Regions from separate parts of the Mus musculus genome. Here all the other regions are linked to region 2. The links are chromatin contacts, called in public promoter capture Hi-C maps. All regions are on one chromosome and are shown on one strand. Each heading gives the region's core, a stretch centred on a gene start, on an enhancer-like site or on the middle of the called end of the contact. The rest is flanking DNA. Distances are from core to core; before and after follow the strand shown. Region 1 has its middle 19 kb from the start of Keap1. Region 2 holds the start of Tmed1 (transmembrane p24 trafficking protein 1). Region 3 holds the start of Keap1 (kelch-like ECH-associated protein 1). Region 4 holds the start of Angptl8 (angiopoietin-like 8). Region 5 holds the start of Kank2 (KN motif and ankyrin repeat domains 2).

The links. Promoter capture Hi-C pulls out the DNA fragments that hold promoters and counts their contacts.
Region 1: a contact with region 2 is called in a promoter capture Hi-C map of embryonic stem cells, with 2.2 times the contacts expected there. The contact joins the enhancer-like site here to the promoter of Tmed1 in region 2. A contact is called at or near these places in 7 of 39 promoter capture datasets (cranial neural crest, embryonic stem cells, hematopoietic stem and progenitor cells and 3 more), 1 of 15 datasets of contacts at CTCF or cohesin (embryonic stem cells), 3 of 484 Hi-C or Micro-C datasets (B cells and liver), 4 of 115 datasets of contacts at active chromatin or transcription factors (the 230-238 cell line, craniofacial prominence and embryonic stem cells) and 4 of 9 other capture datasets (adipose tissue, embryonic stem cells, liver and 1 more).
Region 3: a contact with region 2 is called in a promoter capture Hi-C map of pre-B cells, with 3 times the contacts expected there. The contact joins the promoter of Keap1 here to the promoter of Tmed1 in region 2. A contact is called at or near these places in 9 of 39 promoter capture datasets (cranial neural crest, embryonic stem cells, frontonasal cranial neural crest and 5 more), 1 of 15 datasets of contacts at CTCF or cohesin (embryonic stem cells), 2 of 484 Hi-C or Micro-C datasets (embryonic stem cells and liver), 9 of 115 datasets of contacts at active chromatin or transcription factors (the 230-238 cell line, bone marrow-derived dendritic cells, craniofacial prominence and 3 more) and 3 of 9 other capture datasets (embryonic stem cells, liver and pancreatic islet).
Region 4: a contact with region 2 is called in a promoter capture Hi-C map of liver, with 2.2 times the contacts expected there. The contact joins the promoter of Angptl8 here to the promoter of Tmed1 in region 2. A contact is called at or near these places in 2 of 39 promoter capture datasets (both in liver), 1 of 484 Hi-C or Micro-C datasets (embryonic stem cells) and 3 of 9 other capture datasets (embryonic stem cells, liver and pancreatic islet).
Region 5: a contact with region 2 is called in a promoter capture Hi-C map of neural stem cells. The contact joins the promoter of Kank2 here to the promoter of Tmed1 in region 2. A contact is called at or near these places in 6 of 39 promoter capture datasets (cranial neural crest, liver, macrophages and 3 more) and 2 of 115 datasets of contacts at active chromatin or transcription factors (bone marrow-derived macrophages and microglia).

The regions. Positions count from the first base shown.
Region 1 is chr9:21,219,239-21,222,298 of GRCm38.p6, forward strand. No RefSeq gene overlaps it. Among named protein-coding and RNA genes, the nearest start is that of Keap1, 19 kb to the right of the region's middle. Within about 2 kb of position 1,758, at least 271 of the 459 cell types and tissues checked have an H3K27ac peak or open chromatin away from gene starts, as enhancers often do. A contact at or near this core is called in the 230-238 cell line, B cells, adipose tissue and 5 more, where this site is marked.
Region 2 is chr9:21,508,788-21,511,743 of GRCm38.p6, forward strand. Tmed1 (transmembrane p24 trafficking protein 1) reads right to left here and starts at 1,447. Exons shown (of 4, transcript NM_010744.4): 1 at 1,207-1,447; 2 at 467-564; 3 at 144-327. The coding sequence starts at 1,389.
Region 3 is chr9:21,237,554-21,240,801 of GRCm38.p6, forward strand. It overlaps Keap1 (kelch-like ECH-associated protein 1), which reads right to left and starts at 1,779. Exons shown (of 5, transcript NM_016679.4): 1 at 1-1,779. The coding sequence starts at 156.
Region 4 is chr9:21,834,053-21,837,028 of GRCm38.p6, forward strand. It overlaps Angptl8 (angiopoietin-like 8), which reads left to right and starts at 1,458. Exons shown (of 4, transcript NM_001080940.1): 1 at 1,458-1,762; 2 at 1,864-2,025; 3 at 2,791-2,900. The coding sequence starts at 1,466. All of the region lies in intron 14 of Dock6 (dedicator of cytokinesis 6), which reads right to left.
Region 5 is chr9:21,797,009-21,799,900 of GRCm38.p6, forward strand. Kank2 (KN motif and ankyrin repeat domains 2) reads right to left here and starts at 1,538. Exons shown (of 12, transcript NM_145611.4): 1 at 1,474-1,538.

The DNA.
Region 1 (3,060 bases), core at 508-3,007, 290 kb before region 2:
ATCTTTGTCCCTTGAACCACTAGCCTACATAGTATATATTTTTTGTTTTGGTTTGGTTTTTTGTTTTCGAGACAGGATTTCTCGAACTCTGAAATCTGCCTGCCTCTGCCTCGCTAGTGCTGGGATTAAAGACGTGCACCACCACACCAAAAATAAATCCTAATGTTCTTCCTACAAAGAATGAATATTTGAGGTGACAAATATAATTATTTATTTATTTATTTATTTTTAAATAAAGATTTATTTATAGGGCTGGAGAGATGGCTCAGTGGTTAAGAGCACTGACTGCTCTTCCAGAGGTCCTGAGTTCAATTCCCAGCAACCACATGGTGGCTCACAACCATCTGTCATGGGATCTGATGCCTTCTTCTGGTGTGTCTGAAGACAGAGACAGTGTACTCATATACATTAAACCTTATAAAATGCCTACTGAGATTTTAATTTGGGGTTGATTTTATTTTTAAAACATTTATGCCGGGCGTGGTGGTGCATGCCTTTAATCCCAGCACTTGGGAGGCAGAGGCAGGTGGATTTCTGAGTTCGAGGCCAGCCTGGTCTACAGAGTGAGTTCCAGGACAGCCAGGGCTATACAGAGAAACCCTGTCTCGAAAAAAACAACAATAAAAAATTTTTATTTCTATTTTTATGTGTGTGTGTGTGTGTGTGTGTGTGTGTGTGTGTGTGTGTGTGTGTAATGGGTATCTGTAAGTGCAGTGCCCAAGAAGGCCAGAAGGGGCGCTCAGATTCTCTGGAACTAGAGTTGCAGATGATTTAAAGTCACCACGTGGTTGCTGAATCCTCTGGAAGAGCAGCCAGGGCTCAGAACAGCATCACCATCTCTCTGACAGACTAACAAGAGAGACAGACAGATACCCAGTAAGTCAGATGGAGTTTCCTGTGGGGGTTGATTAAGCAAGATCTCTCCCAGGTGTGGCAGCACACACCTTTAGTCCCAACACTAGGAAGACAGAGGCAGGTAGATTGTAAGTTCAAAGCCAGCCTTATCTATGTAGAAAGACCCTGTATCAAAAAGGCTTAAATAATAGAGTCACACGTAGCTCCGGCCATTCGGGAGCTTATATGTACGACGATACCCTTGAACTCATCATGAGTCTCCTGTTAAACTTCCTAAAGGCTTATTCCACCACACAGGCTTATCCAAAGCTTAAATCTAAACTAGTTAATGTATCTACTCAGTTTCCCTTGCTGACAAATACAATAGCACTATTCCTGTGCAGACTACACGCTGGACATAGTGTGTTTTACTACATTACTACCAACAATCTGTATTACCAGTCAAATAGGTATTTGTCCCAAGTCAGGTAAGGAGCCAGAACTGGGAGCACAAGCCCTCTCGCGCCCCCTTCTGGGCTCCTGCGGAACTACATGTACATCAGGAAGCGGCGCAGGTGCAGACCATCCGAGAGGCGGAGCTAGGGCGGGAGGCTATTCCAAGCTATTATTGGCTAAGGTCGCTGTCAGTTCTGAAGAAAATAGCCAATGAGGGTTGCGGCCGCTCGACTTCTGATCTGCAGGCTGGGTTCTACTGCCTGTAGTCCTCCTAATGACCTTGCTTTCAATTTGATTTGAACAGGATCCTAAGGTCCTTTTTCTTAGAGTATCCTGGCCCTCGCGTCAATCCTACCTTAGGGTAGTACCTAGTTTATCCTTTTATTTTTGAGACAGAGTTTCATGTAGCACAGGCTGGCCATGAACTCTTATGTCACTGAGCTTGGCCTTTCACTCCTAATTGGCTCCTCCCGCTTCCACCTCCTAACTGTCGGGATGACAGACACACACCACCACCCAACCCTGTGATATTTATCCTGAATGATCTCAGGTCGCTTTCCACTTCCTTAAAGGAAGCCTAATCAGTCACGGCCGCTGGACCCTAACTGTAGAACAACAACTGTTGTTTCTGCTCAAAGCCCTGGGCTCTGTCCGGAGCACTGCGATCTGCCCCACCCCAGCACTCTGGAGGGAAGGCAGATAACTAGGGTTTCAAGCTCACCCTCTTCTTGCAGAATAGTGATTTAGAGGCCAGGAGCTCACAGGAAGGAGGGCAAATTAGCTGATAAGGGAACTTAGCATGTCCCATGTGACATACCTCATGTGACACTGCTTACAGAATTGGGCTGATATTTCTTCTAAAATAGCCACAGAGAGAATCCAATGCACTCAGCATGCATATATATTTTTAAGTTTTTTTTTTAGGTTTGTTTTATCTATTTTTTGTGTGTGCATGAGTGTTTTGCCTGCTTCTACATCTGTGCACCACATATGTGTCTGGTGTTTAAGGAAGTGGTGAACCTCCGTATGAGCTACACATTGAACCTGGGTACTTTAGCAAGCAGAACAAGTGCTCTTAACCAGTTGAGCCAAGTCTCCAGCCCCAAGTTTTTACATTTTTATTTTACTCCTGTGGTATTTTGGCTGCATGTATATACGTGTACCACAAGACGCAGTACCAGAAGAGATCAGAAGAGGGAGATAGATGCTTAGAACTAGAGTTACAAACATCTGTGAGCCGCCCTGTGGATGCCGGCAATCAACCCCCAGTCTGTGAGAACAGCCTAAAGCTCTTAACAGTTGCACAGCCCTTGCAACCCCAGGGTATTTGGGGAGACGCCCCAGCTGTAGACAGGGACTGCCCAGATGTAAGGATGAAATTCCAGCACACGGAATAGCTGATGGCTGGTCTCCAAGGGGCCACACTCTAGCAATAATTTTCTAGAAAATCTAGCCAGTTCCATGCAACTCCATGTATTTGCTCTTGGGATGTGTGTGTGTGTGTGTGTTTTCAAGAGTTCAAAGTTAGATGTGAGTGAGGCTTCTCTTGTTTGTGGTGTTAGATGTCAGCACTAAATATCATCTCTTCATTCCCTTTCCATCCTGCACGTGTGTGTGTGTGTGTGTGTGTGTGTGTGCACGTGCGCAACTATGGGCATGATGTGCATGAGTGGGGACAACTGATTGCGGCCGAATCTCTTTTTTGCTGGGTTTGTTTGGTTGTTTGGTTGGTTTGGTTTTTTGAGACAGGGTTTCTCTGTATAACCCTGG
Region 2 (2,956 bases), core at 197-2,696:
ACTCAATTATTCCCGGCCCTTTCTGTTGGTTTTGTGAGACGGGAGCTTGCTATGTAAATAAGGTTGGTCTTGAACTCACTGGCATCCTGCCTCAGCCTCCTCAGAACTGGGATTCTAAGCATGCACCATCATACCCAGCTCACCTTGATGTCTTCCATTTTGACATCAAGCATCTCTTCTGGCTCCACAGCCTCCGCCCAACCTTCTACCTCCTCCTCATCTTGGAAGCTGTCAAAGATGAGCTCAAAGAACACAAGCTTTTCTGAGATGGTGCTGAAGGAGTTGTCAAAGCACAGCCTGTAGTCTCCGGCCTCAGTAGGCTCCACCCTGGGCAGACAGATGAGACATAGACGTGACCCTGGAGTGACCAGCCAGCTGGTCTGTGGAACCAGTAGGATGGTAACCTGAGGCCACTGGGGAGCTGCAGGGCTGTAACTGAACCAAGGCAGGGCAGGACTTCACTCACGTGTGTACCCCATCAGCCTTTCGAGACTCACTGACCAACAGCACACCCTGAGGGCTCTCCAAGGTGAAGTCCACGTCCAGCCCAGCACCTCCGATCACCTGAAGAGCAGGTAAGAATTGGGGAACTGGCAGCTTTGTGCAAGCCTATCTGCCACAGAAAGCCTGGGTTAAACCGAACCGGGAAAGACCCATGTAAGATCACCAAGAACCTATCTTTAAGAAGAAAAAAGAACAACCACAAATCCCAGGTATTTGCTTGAGATAGAGGAGTAGCGCCTGTGGAGGGAGATTAGTCAGAGCTGCACTTCTACCATAGAGTTAGGAAACTCGGGTCGTCGTAGTTTAGCAGCAAGCGGTTTTTGTTTTGTTTTGTTTTGTTTTAACCCAGCAAGCTATTTGGATTCCCCCAAGGGCCTATCTGAAGACCAACATCCATCCACACCTACAAGGTTTCTTCCCAGTCCCTAAGATGGATACATCCACGTGAGGTCTTTTATCAACCACCCTGCCAACGCCCTTGAGTAGTCTAAGGTGGCTGTCTACCTGACCGCTAACTTAATCGTAACCTACCCAACAGCCGCCAGGAACTTCCCTAGAACCCAACCCAAAGAGCTCTGAGCAGAGCATGCCCCTTCTCTGCAAGACTATTAGCGTTCTGGCCACACCTCTGCCCCGCCCCTCCCGCCTGTTGGCCACGCCCCCAGCCCTGCTCTATTCCGAGCCCGGGACCCCCTCTCTCACCTGGTACTCGGTCTCAAGACTAGCATTGGCCGGTGCGGACTGATAGAAACACTGCTTTCTCCCGGCGGGAAGCAGAAATGTGAACTCGCCGTCCTGGATAGGCGGCGGCCCTGCCTCTCCCACTCCTACTGCTGGCAGGAGTAGCCACAGGGCCAGTGCTACGGCCGCGCCGGCCGCCATCATCCGGGTCACCCTCTACTCACGGGGCGTGGACCCTTTAAGGATTTGTCCTGCCCACCTCTTATTTCGGCAAAGCTCATTGGCTTCGGCTTCTGTTCGACCCCAAAGCCGCGGAATGCTGACTGAAGGGCCCCAGGATGGGGAGCTGCCCTGGTAATTGCCTAATCTGCTAGAAAGCATACTAACGCTACTGCGAACTTCGTGAAACCTACCCAAGTCTGATATCAACCACTGCATTTGGTGGGGGCACTGACAAATCTAAAAATGGTGAAGCACTTCTTTACAGGCAACAATTAAGATGACTAAACGGGGAGGTTTGCAGGTCCTCCCTTGGCACCGCCCGCTCTCTGCCTTCCCCAATTCAAGGTGCTTTTGCCCATTGGTCAATCAAGTGTAGGCGTAGCCCTCCGAGGACGGCGGCTTTGTTGGATTCTGATCTCAACTTGTGTGACGGGTGCGACAGGCAGATATGCCAGGTGCTAGTATTCCAATATTGGAGTTCTGGCGATGTTAGTTCAGTGAGCATGGCCTCCCCCGACTGCTTTTCCTTTACACCTTATACCATCCCTAAGGGGGTGGTGGAATGTTTGTTGGTGAGTAGAATACTGCCTCAGCCTGCGTACAATACATCTCAAACCTTTGGGTCAGCAGGTCCACGTGCATCTGTGCTGACACATGCAGTATTCCAGTACTTGAAAGGCTGAGTCGGGAGGTGGAAGGAGTTCGAGGCCATCCTCTCGAACTGGTATGGAACTACATAGTTCCAGACCAGCAAAAAAATCAAGGAATCTATTTTGGGCTTTGAATGGCTCAGAGAACACAGGCGCTTGCTGCTAAACCTAATGACCTTAGTTTAATCCCCATGTGCTACGATAGTGGAAGGTCAGAATTGACTCCTGCAATTGTCCTCTGACCTACACACACACACACACACACACAACACTGTGTGCTTAGCTCTTGTTCACTTGACAAAATAATCTGGCAAGTTGAGTGTCACTTGAGGAATTGCCTGTTGGGCATTTTCAACGTTGCTGGAAGACCCAGCCCACTGTAGATGGTACCTTTCCTAGACAGGTGGGGATGAGCTATATAAGAAAAGTAGCTTGAGCCGGGCGTGGTGGCGCACGCCTTTAATCCCAGCACGCAGGAGGCAGAGACGGGTGGATTTCTGAGTTCGAGGCCAGCCTGGTCTACAGAGTGAGTGCCAGGACATAGGACAGCCAGGGATACACAGAGAAACCCTGTCTCGGGGAAAAAAAAAAAAAAAGAAAGAGAAACCTCAAAAGAATAAAGGTAATTTACAGCAACCAACATCAGCCTAAACAGAACTCAGAACATTTCCACAATCAGGAATAAAACAAGGTGTCCACTCCCCATATCTGCTTAATATAGTACTTGAAGTACTTGAAGTCCTTTTATTTTTTTTTTTTAAACAGTTTCTCTTTGTAGCCCTGGCTATCCTGGAACTCTAGACCAGGCTGGCCTTGAACTCATGGAAATCTGCCTGCCTCTCTCTCCCAAGTACTGGAATTAAAAGCATGTGCCACCACCTCTCAGTAGTCCTTGATGT
Region 3 (3,248 bases), core at 529-3,028, 270 kb before region 2:
GAAGGTTCGGTTACCGTCCTGCGAGGGCGTCACCTCTGCCTTGCACTCCGTGGAGGCATACATCACTGCGTCCCCGGCCCCCTCGGGGCACTTTGACCACAGGGGCAGGAACTGGCTGCTGCGGGGAGCCCCGCTAAGCTTGGGTTCGGGCTGCATGGGGTTCCTGATGACAAGACACAGTTCCTCTGCTAGCCGTTAGGGGCCTGGAGGGAGGGAAGAGCACAGCGCTGGGAACAGAGGCTGGGTTAGACCAGACCCTGCCACTTTATTTTATTTTATTTGAGACAGGGTCTTACATAGCCTAGGCTGGCTTCCAACTCACTATGCAACCAAAGCTGGCTCCTCCCGAGTGCTGGGATTACAGTATGTGCCACCATGTCCAGCCAGGCTTCTTTTTTTGCAAGACTAAGCAATGATATCTAAGTGCAGATTTTGCCAAGCCAAGTAAACTGGACACAGCCGGCTCCATTCAAACTAACTTCTCAACTCGCGGGCCTTCAGGGCATATCATGTTCCTTTTCCTGCTCAGAATCACCCAACACCTTTCACCGAGCCCAAGAATGGAAACCCCAAATCGTCAATGGCCTGTAAAACTCCACACCCGCTTTCCAACCTCTTCACTGTTCCAGCCATCCTTCCCTCCCCTTGCCTTCGTCCAACATGTCAGATTCCTTTCAACACCACACCAACATTTACAGAGCCTGCCATTTATGTATTTGGGACTGCTCTGAGCTCCAGAGACACAGCGAGAAGACAGAAAAGGCCTAAAAATAAAGCAAGGTCTGTATAGGAAACACTAAGCGAACACCAAGCTCCTGGGGCAAGAGAGTGTGCAGCATCTGGAACACCCACGGGGAGGGATTCAGGAGACCCTTGGAGACCTGGGGCCAGGGGAGGAATTATGCTTTCAAAGAAGATGTGGGGAGACAAGAGAGGGTCTGCGTCTGGCTCCCCAGGTTCTGGGCTCAGCCTGGAGTCGCGACTCCGCGTGTTTTGTCTATTAGATCACCGTGGGGAGGGGGGGGATGAAATGCTCCAGGGGCCCCAGCTAGTGAGCGACTGTCACGCGTGACCACACTGCCGGAGCTCGGGCCTGGCATTGCGCAGGGGGCTGTGCAGCGGCCGCCCGGTACCCGGCGCCTGCTCCAGCGGCCTCCCCACCGCTCGGAGGCGCAGCCCTGACGCCGGGAGAGCCCGCAGGGCCTGGTCCCGGGCCGCGGCCTGGAGCGGCTCACTCACCCCGCCATGGCCGCGCTCTGCCTCCGCCTCCGCCGCGCGGGTCACGGTGACTAAGCACAGCGCGCCACCCTGTCACAATAAGAGTCCCGGGGCGCCGGCCGCGGGCGACCCCTACCTCTACTCGCCGCGGCCACCACCCTACGAGGGCTCACGGGCTCGGCGGCGGGGTGCGCGCTTGGAGAAGGGCACGCGCTTCCCCCCACCGCGTGCACGGCCCCACGCGCGACCGCGGGCAGCTCCCGGAGCTGGCTCCCCACCGCATCCTCCGCGGGCGCTCGCTCACCTCCGTCCCACCCCCCCGGGTGTCTCTGTAGGTGCCACGCGTCCAATCCGCGCCGCCGGGCCGCCACGCGCCGCGCTTCCGGGAAGAGAGGAGGGGGACCGGAGTGGGGGTGGAGGGCTCGGATCGGGGCAGCGGTGCTGCGGGGTCCCGGGCGGCACGCGTGGGAGGAGCGGGAGGGCGGAAACGGGCGGCGGGTACGCAGAGGCAGTTCCAGCCCTTCCTGCAGGTGCCGGGCGGAGGGAGCAGGGCGTGGGTCTGGGCGGCCCTAGGAGGCTGCCTCCGGGTTAGGCTGTCCGGTACGCCTCCAGCTGAACCTGCACCGGCGGACCCTCCCACAGCCTGCACGGTCCAACTAGACCCATCTACCTGGTTGCGATATTTATCTTCTTGTAAAATAACTTTTTAATGTTTTTATTTCAATTTGTATTTTACTTTGTGCGTGTGGGTGTTTTGCCTGTATATGTATGTCTGTGCAACGTGGGCTGTGCAGTGTCCCCTAAAGTTACAGGTGGTTGTTAGCTACCATGCAAATGGGGGAATTGAACCCTGGACCACTGCAGGAGCAGCAAGTACTCTTAACTGCTGAGCCATCACTCCAGCCTTATAACTTCTTTTTGAGACAGGCCTCATTACATAGCCCTGGCTGGCCTTGAACACACAGAAACCTTCCTGCCTCTGCCTCTGCCTCCTTCGTGTGCTGTGGTTAAAGGCTGGGATATCACTCTGGGCTTTGTGTACATTAATTTGTGTGTGTGCTTGTGTTGAGGTCGGGGACGGCTGGCAGAAACTGATTCTCTTCCCCTATGTGGAGCCTGCAAAGTGCAGCTCGAGTGCTCCAGAGACACACTCTCCTCTCTGTGTGTTCATGTTTTCATGAGGAGAGGTATGGCATTCATCTGAGGGTGTTGGAGTGTTGGAATGCCCAGAGCTGCCTCTTTGTATTTCTCGTAACATCTTTATATATTTTTAATGGTAAGAGATACTTATTTGCTGCATATGGCATTTATGAGAGAAAGTTATTTTCTTGAACTATCAAGATGGCTCAGTGGGTAAAGGAGCGTCTGGCCAATTCTGGCCACCTAAGTTCCACCTCTGGTACTCACATAGTAGTAGAAAGCTTCCTCCTTCAGGTTGTTGTCCGATAACCTCCACATACACACATAAATTAACTTTGAAACATAAAGTTAAGCCAGGCGTGGTGGCGCACGCCTTTAATCCCAGCACTTGGGAGGCAGAGGCCAGCCTGGTCTACCCAGTGAGTTCCAGGACAGCCAGGCTACACAGAGAAACCCTGTCTCGGAAAACCAGGAAAGGTGGTTTAGAACACGTGTTGCTTTTGCAGAGGACCTGGAGTCCACTGCCACGATGCCTCACAGCCATCCATAGCTCCAGTTCAAGGGGACCCCATGCTGTCTTCTGACCTCTGTGGGCACCATGCAGGTAGGTGGTGCGCAGACATACAGGCAAGCAAAGTACTCGTGTACATAAAAGGAAATAAATCTAAAAATAAGAATATTGAGGGGACACATCTGTAATCCCAGCCACCAGGGCACTGAAGCAGGAGGATTACCTCCAGTTCACAGTAAGCCTGCTCGACCTAGCAAGACCTTATATCAGAAAACAAATGAATAAATATCAAAGAAAAGGATAGTTTCAAAAGAAATTTACCACGGGAGTCTGAAGCAGAGGGTTGAATGTTTGAGAACAGCCCAGACTACACAGTGAG
Region 4 (2,976 bases), core at 208-2,707, 330 kb after region 2:
TCTCCACCTCCAGAGTGCTGGGGTGACAGGCATATCAGGTACTGGGGGTGGAACCCAGGGCTTTGTGCACACTAGGCAAGTACTCTACCACCTGAGCCCTGGCTCCAGCCCCCGAGGGCCAGAGGTCTGGAGAAGTGGCTCAGCAGTTAAGGGTACGCACTGCTCTTTGAGAGGATCCAAGTTCAGTTCACAGCACCCACTTCAGTCAGCTCCAGGGGGACCTGATGCCTCTGGCCTCTTTGGACATCTCTGTTCAACCCTGCCCCCCAACAATAAATAAATAATTAAAAACATAAGGTGGTCCCACCAGTAGCCAGGTGGCAGACTGGCCTCCCGCAGCCCACACTACCACCTTATTGGCTCCCTGGAGTTATCTATAGGGTCTGTCTTTCAGATACAAAGAGAACCGGAACCTGGTCTTGCCTCTTCTCCCCAGCTGTAAGTGCACAAGCCCCAACCCTGTAGGCCCCCTTAAGCTGTGTGATGGAGGCATCTGGCCTGCTAGCTCAGCCTCTGAAGCTCTGTACCAACAACCAGTAACAGCGAGTCTCCACACAGAACAGTGAGTGGGTCTCTGTGACAGAGTCCTGTGACTCTCGGTGTCAAGCTCATCGCGAATGACTAACTTCACGGCCATTTTCTGTGGTGCTAGCGATGGAATGCTGAGTGCCCCGAAAGCCTTCTACCTCTGAGCATCACCTCAGCTCTTGTTTTCTTGCCATAAGAGAGGATCTAGTTCTGTAGCCCAGGCTGGCCTTGAACTCATGTTCCTCCTACCGCAACCTCAGAGTGTAACGTTCTATTTGCAAGGGAAGCAAGGCTGTTCCTTTGAGTGCGCAAAGTGGATGTTCAACAAATGCTTAGTACTACTTGTGGGACGCCTAGGTAGAGAAAATGGGTTGCAGTACTTGCCCTGTGTGTTCTAGGAAGTTAAATCGAAGTTAGCACAGATCATAAACCATGCGGGGAGTCAGGCTCCATGATCTCAGAAGGAGGATGTCTGTCATGTCACTTTTTCGCCCCTCCTCCACAGCTATTGGCCACACCCAGTGACCCCTGCATTAGCTGTCTGCAGGAAGGAGACAAGGCTGGAGCCCCTGGATGGCCCTTTGGGTGGCCCAGCAATACTGGGCCTGCTGTGTTGGATGTGAAGGGAGCCACGTTCTACACTTAGATGGGAAACTGAGGCTCAAGGCAGTGATATGCTCATACAGACACTGGCGCTGAGAGCTCTGGTCTGAGCTTGCCCACTACCTCCAACCCCCACACACAGCTGGCCCTGAGTTCTAGCAGCGTGATATCAGCATGGCCTGCTTAGCCATCAGTCTGATGCAATGGCTGAGCCTCCGCCAGGCCCTTGTGCAACCATGGCCGGTTAACCATTGACCAGGGGGGTCAATGGCAGCCTATGGAAATAAAAGGCAGCCGCAGCGGCCCGGGAACCACACCCACGAAACTGTCAGCCATGGCTGTGCTTGCTCTCTGCCTCCTGTGGACCTTAGCATCAGCAGTGCGACCCGCTCCAGTGGCCCCTCTGGGTGGTCCAGAGCCAGCTCAATATGAAGAGCTGACCCTGCTCTTTCACGGGGCCCTGCAGCTAGGCCAGGCCCTCAATGGCGTGTACAGAGCCACAGAGGCTCGCCTGACAGAAGCTGGGCACAGCCTGGGCCTCTATGACAGAGCACTGGAATTCCTGGGGACAGAAGTCAGGCAGGGCCAGGATGCCACACAGGAGCTTCGCACCAGCCTGTCGGAGATTCAGGTGAGCACTGGAGCTGGGTGTTGGTGGCAGGTAAGAGTCTGAGGAAATGGTAAACCCAGAACAGAGGAAACATACCCTGATGACACACCATCCTTGAGCAGGTGGAAGAGGACGCTTTACACCTTCGAGCTGAAGCCACAGCCCGATCACTGGGGGAAGTGGCCCGGGCCCAGCAGGCTCTGCGGGACACTGTACGGAGACTACAAGTGCAGCTGAGAGGCGCCTGGCTCGGTCAAGCCCACCAAGAATTTGAGACCTTAAAGGTAAGGGACTCCCAGGTCTGAGAGGGGTATAGCCTGCTTCTCAGAAAGAGGCCACCACTGAATCCTGGGCTAGAGGACCCTCCAGTTGTATATGGGGTTCCAGCCTCAGTGACCTTCTGGAAGTGACCTTTGCAAGTAAGGGCAAGAAGCAGGCACAGCTGTGGTTCTAGAACTCCAGAGGCAGGGGCAGGAGAAATAGAAGGTTAAAGGCAGCCTTGGCTACAAAGTTAGGCCAGCTGACTACATGGTGATACCTTGTCTCAAAGAGAACAAGAGAAAGAACAATCCTAGCACTGGGAATAAAGGCAGGTGTGTGTGTGTGTGTGTGTGTGTGTGTGTGTGGGTGTGTGTGGGTGTGTGTGTGTGTGGAGTCCAAGGTGATTTCTGGCTAGGTAGACATCCGGGTTAAGCTTGGGGTACATGAAGCCCTGTCTCAAAATATGTAAATGAATGAATGAGTAAGGGACCAACAAGGTAGTTAGTTCAGCAGGTAAAGGCTGCCAAGCCCATGACCTGAGATGGATTCCCAGGACCCACGCAGTCCTGGTGCTATGTATCAAGAAACCAATCAATATTGTTTGATGTGCATCTACAAACTATACAGAGCAAGTCCCATTTTAGATATACTTTACAAACAGGGAAACTGAGGCCAGAGGGTCTTGGACATTTGCTGGGCCCCATGGATGGTAACAGAGAAACTTGCAGTGGTCAGGAGATGGGAGGTGACCCAGATCTCCCAGCTAAGGTTTATATACTACCCCACAGGCTCGAGCTGATAAGCAGAGCCACCTCTTATGGGCTCTCACTGGCCACGTGCAGCGACAGCAGCGGGAGATGGCAGAGCAGCAACAGTGGCTGCGACAGATCCAGCAGAGGTGAGCCTGGTGGGATTACTCTGGGGTAGCAGTGGAAGTTGCCTAGGTCCACTGAAGGGCACCTCCCCGAAGCACT
Region 5 (2,892 bases), core at 288-2,787, 290 kb after region 2:
TGGGACAGTGGGTGCCTGGGAGGGTGGATCAGATGGGGCGCCTGCTGGGCATGAAGGCAGGCCTCGGATGGTCCTTCCCTCTGGCTTAGTTCCCCTCCATAGCTCTGTCCCTCCAGTTTGTGTCTCCTCACGTCTCTGCCCTCACTTTGCTGGCATGAACACCTGAAATGCAGTTACCAGTTGTAGATAAAATTGGCTCTGCATCTGCCTGGAGCCTCAGAACCTCCAAGGACAGGAAGTTAGTCCAAAATATTTTCTGAGGACTTAAGAGAGACACAGAAGTAGGGAGCAGAATTGGGGTAGCCTGGGCTAGGGGCACTGAGGTGGAATGAATAATGAATAATTACCACACCGTTTTGTTTGGTTATTTAAGGCAGTTTCCTGTAGCCCAGGCTGGCCTCAAACTCACTATGTGGCTGGGGATGACCCTGAAATCCTGATCCTCCAGCCTGCACCTCATAAGTGCTGGCGTGGCTGGCTACACCACACCACACCATACATTCTGGGGTGGAACCCCCGGTTTCATACATGCTAGGCCCACGTTCTCCATCCCCAGCCATGCTTATGTTTTTGGAAAAAGATCTTGCAAGCTGAGTGTAGCCTCACATGCCTTTAATCCCAGCACTTGGGAGGCGGAGGCAGGCAGATCTCTGACTTGAACCTAAAACGGGGCAGATTCGCCCAAAGCACCCCTAGACCCTATACATCTTACTCTCCAGATGGAGCGATGGAGGTCTACGGGTCTCGTTATCTAACCTCAGGCTGGTAACTCCGTGGCGGGAGTCGGAGGAGGCCCCTCTCTCCACAAGATCCCGGGATGAGAGAGGCGGAAGGAGGCTGGAAGAATCAACAGGTGGGAGTTTCCAGGAAAGGGCCACAGGGTCTCCCCAGAGTGCACCCCCCCCCACCACCAGCCTGGGTGAATCTGGGATCTGGGGGTTTTCCTGCCGCGCTCCCTCCGCCCCTAAAGTTGGGGGTGAGGAGGACCCCGCCCCGGGCGGGGAGGGGGCGGGGCCTGCGGGGTCCCAGTCTAATGGCAAACATCTGCTGATCCCCACACCCGCCCAGCAGCCAGGCCCAGCCCGGCCGGACGCCCGGATGCCTTCCCGCCGCTGAGGGGCCTGGTCCGGCCACCCGGAGCTGCGAGAGCGGGGACCTGGGAAGGTTAGGGGACAGAGCTAGACGAGAGTGGCGGAGCAGAGGAAGAGAGGCAGGGAATGATAAAGGCATAGAGGTGGGCTAGGGGCAAGGGAAGCAGGGCCCAGGTCAGGGCTGGGGAGGGGAGAGGAGCGCGGGGACCCAGACGCTCCGGTTTGCAAAGTTTGGGCGCAGATGTTAAGACTTGAGAGGGACCAGCTAAGAGAGAGTGTGCGAGCTTGTAGCCTCGGGTTGGAGGTGGGTTAGAAATCCTGATAGTGCCCCTAGAGTAGCCCGGACCCCACGCCACCCCGATCAGCCCTCCGTCCCACTCGCCTGGCACGCTCGAGCCTCCGCCGTCCCAGGCGTCCTGCCCGCTCCGCCTCAGTCGCCGCAAGCTTGCGGAGCCAGCGCGGTAGCCACGCCCCCACCAGAAAGCCACGCCCCTCCAGTCTCCCGGGCGCCTCGGCCGCGGGGCCTGGGGGCGAAGTTGAAGGGTGGTCGTGGGGGTGCACGCGCTCTCGCTGCGGCCTGAGCACGTCCTAGGGTCTCAGTCGGCTCCTGGCCACCAGCCCTCCGGACAGGGTCCCCGCTTCTCCAAGCCTGGTGCCCGCCCTTCGCAGCTGGACGCTGCAGGGGGCGGAGCTGGCCGCAGCCCAGCTCGAGGGCGGGTGCGGTAGCGGCGACTGGAGGTCACCCCTCCCCCGTTGGCCGCCAGCAGCTGGAAGTCTTCCAGCTGCAGGCCGGGTGCACCATGGCGTGACCGCCGACCCAAACTCTAAGATTGCAGCACCCACACCCCAATCTCCTGAAATTGAAGTTGTGCCTCAGTTTCCCCATCAGCAAAATGGGGTCAATCACATGACCCATCTGTTAAGTGTGTTCAGAAAATTCCCTTCATACTACTCTTGGGCTGACACAAATCACAGGGCGTGGTTTATTGATTTTGTGAGGTTGGGGATGGACCCCAGGACTCTGAATGCTAATCACTCTGCCTCTAAACTACACCCTAGTCCAGAGATGAACTTCTGTTTGCACTGGACTTTCTGAAGCCACTCTCACAGCGGGACTGCACACCTGTAGTCCCAGCACATGAAAGATGTGGAGCCAGGGCGATCAAGTACTAGAGAGGTCACCTTCTACTCCAGTAATTCTGAGCCAGGAGAGACTGTCTCAAAATAAACAAACTAAAGACAAAACAACAGGAAAGAAAGAAAGGAAGAAAGAAAGAAAGAGAGAGGAAGGGAAGGGGAGGAAAGAGGAAAAATATAGCTTCCTGGAAGCCTCTGCTTAGCACACGTGACAGGTGGATGTCTCAGTGGGTAAACTGCCTGCCGGTGTGAACTAGGATCTGAGTTCGAACTCCAGCATCTACATAAGAGTTGGGCCCACAAGTTTACCTGTAAGCCGAATTCTGGGGGCTGGGCAGATCTCTATGGCTGGGGCTTACCAGCCAGTGAACCTAGCTGCATCTATGAACTCCAGGTTCAATGAGACCTGTCTCAAAAAATAAGTGGATGACCAAGGGGAGGCTCGTCAGATGTCAAGACGAAGGTGCCTGCTGCAAGCCTGAAAGCTCAATGCCTGCGATCTATACAGTGGAAGGGGAGAACTGAGTTCTGCAAACTGTCCTCTGACTCCACATGTGTGTCATGGCACCCATGCACCCACAAACATACAGACAGACAGAAAGAGAGAAAGAGGAGAAAAAAATACAATTAAAAATGATAAACCATTTAATCCCAGCACTTAGTA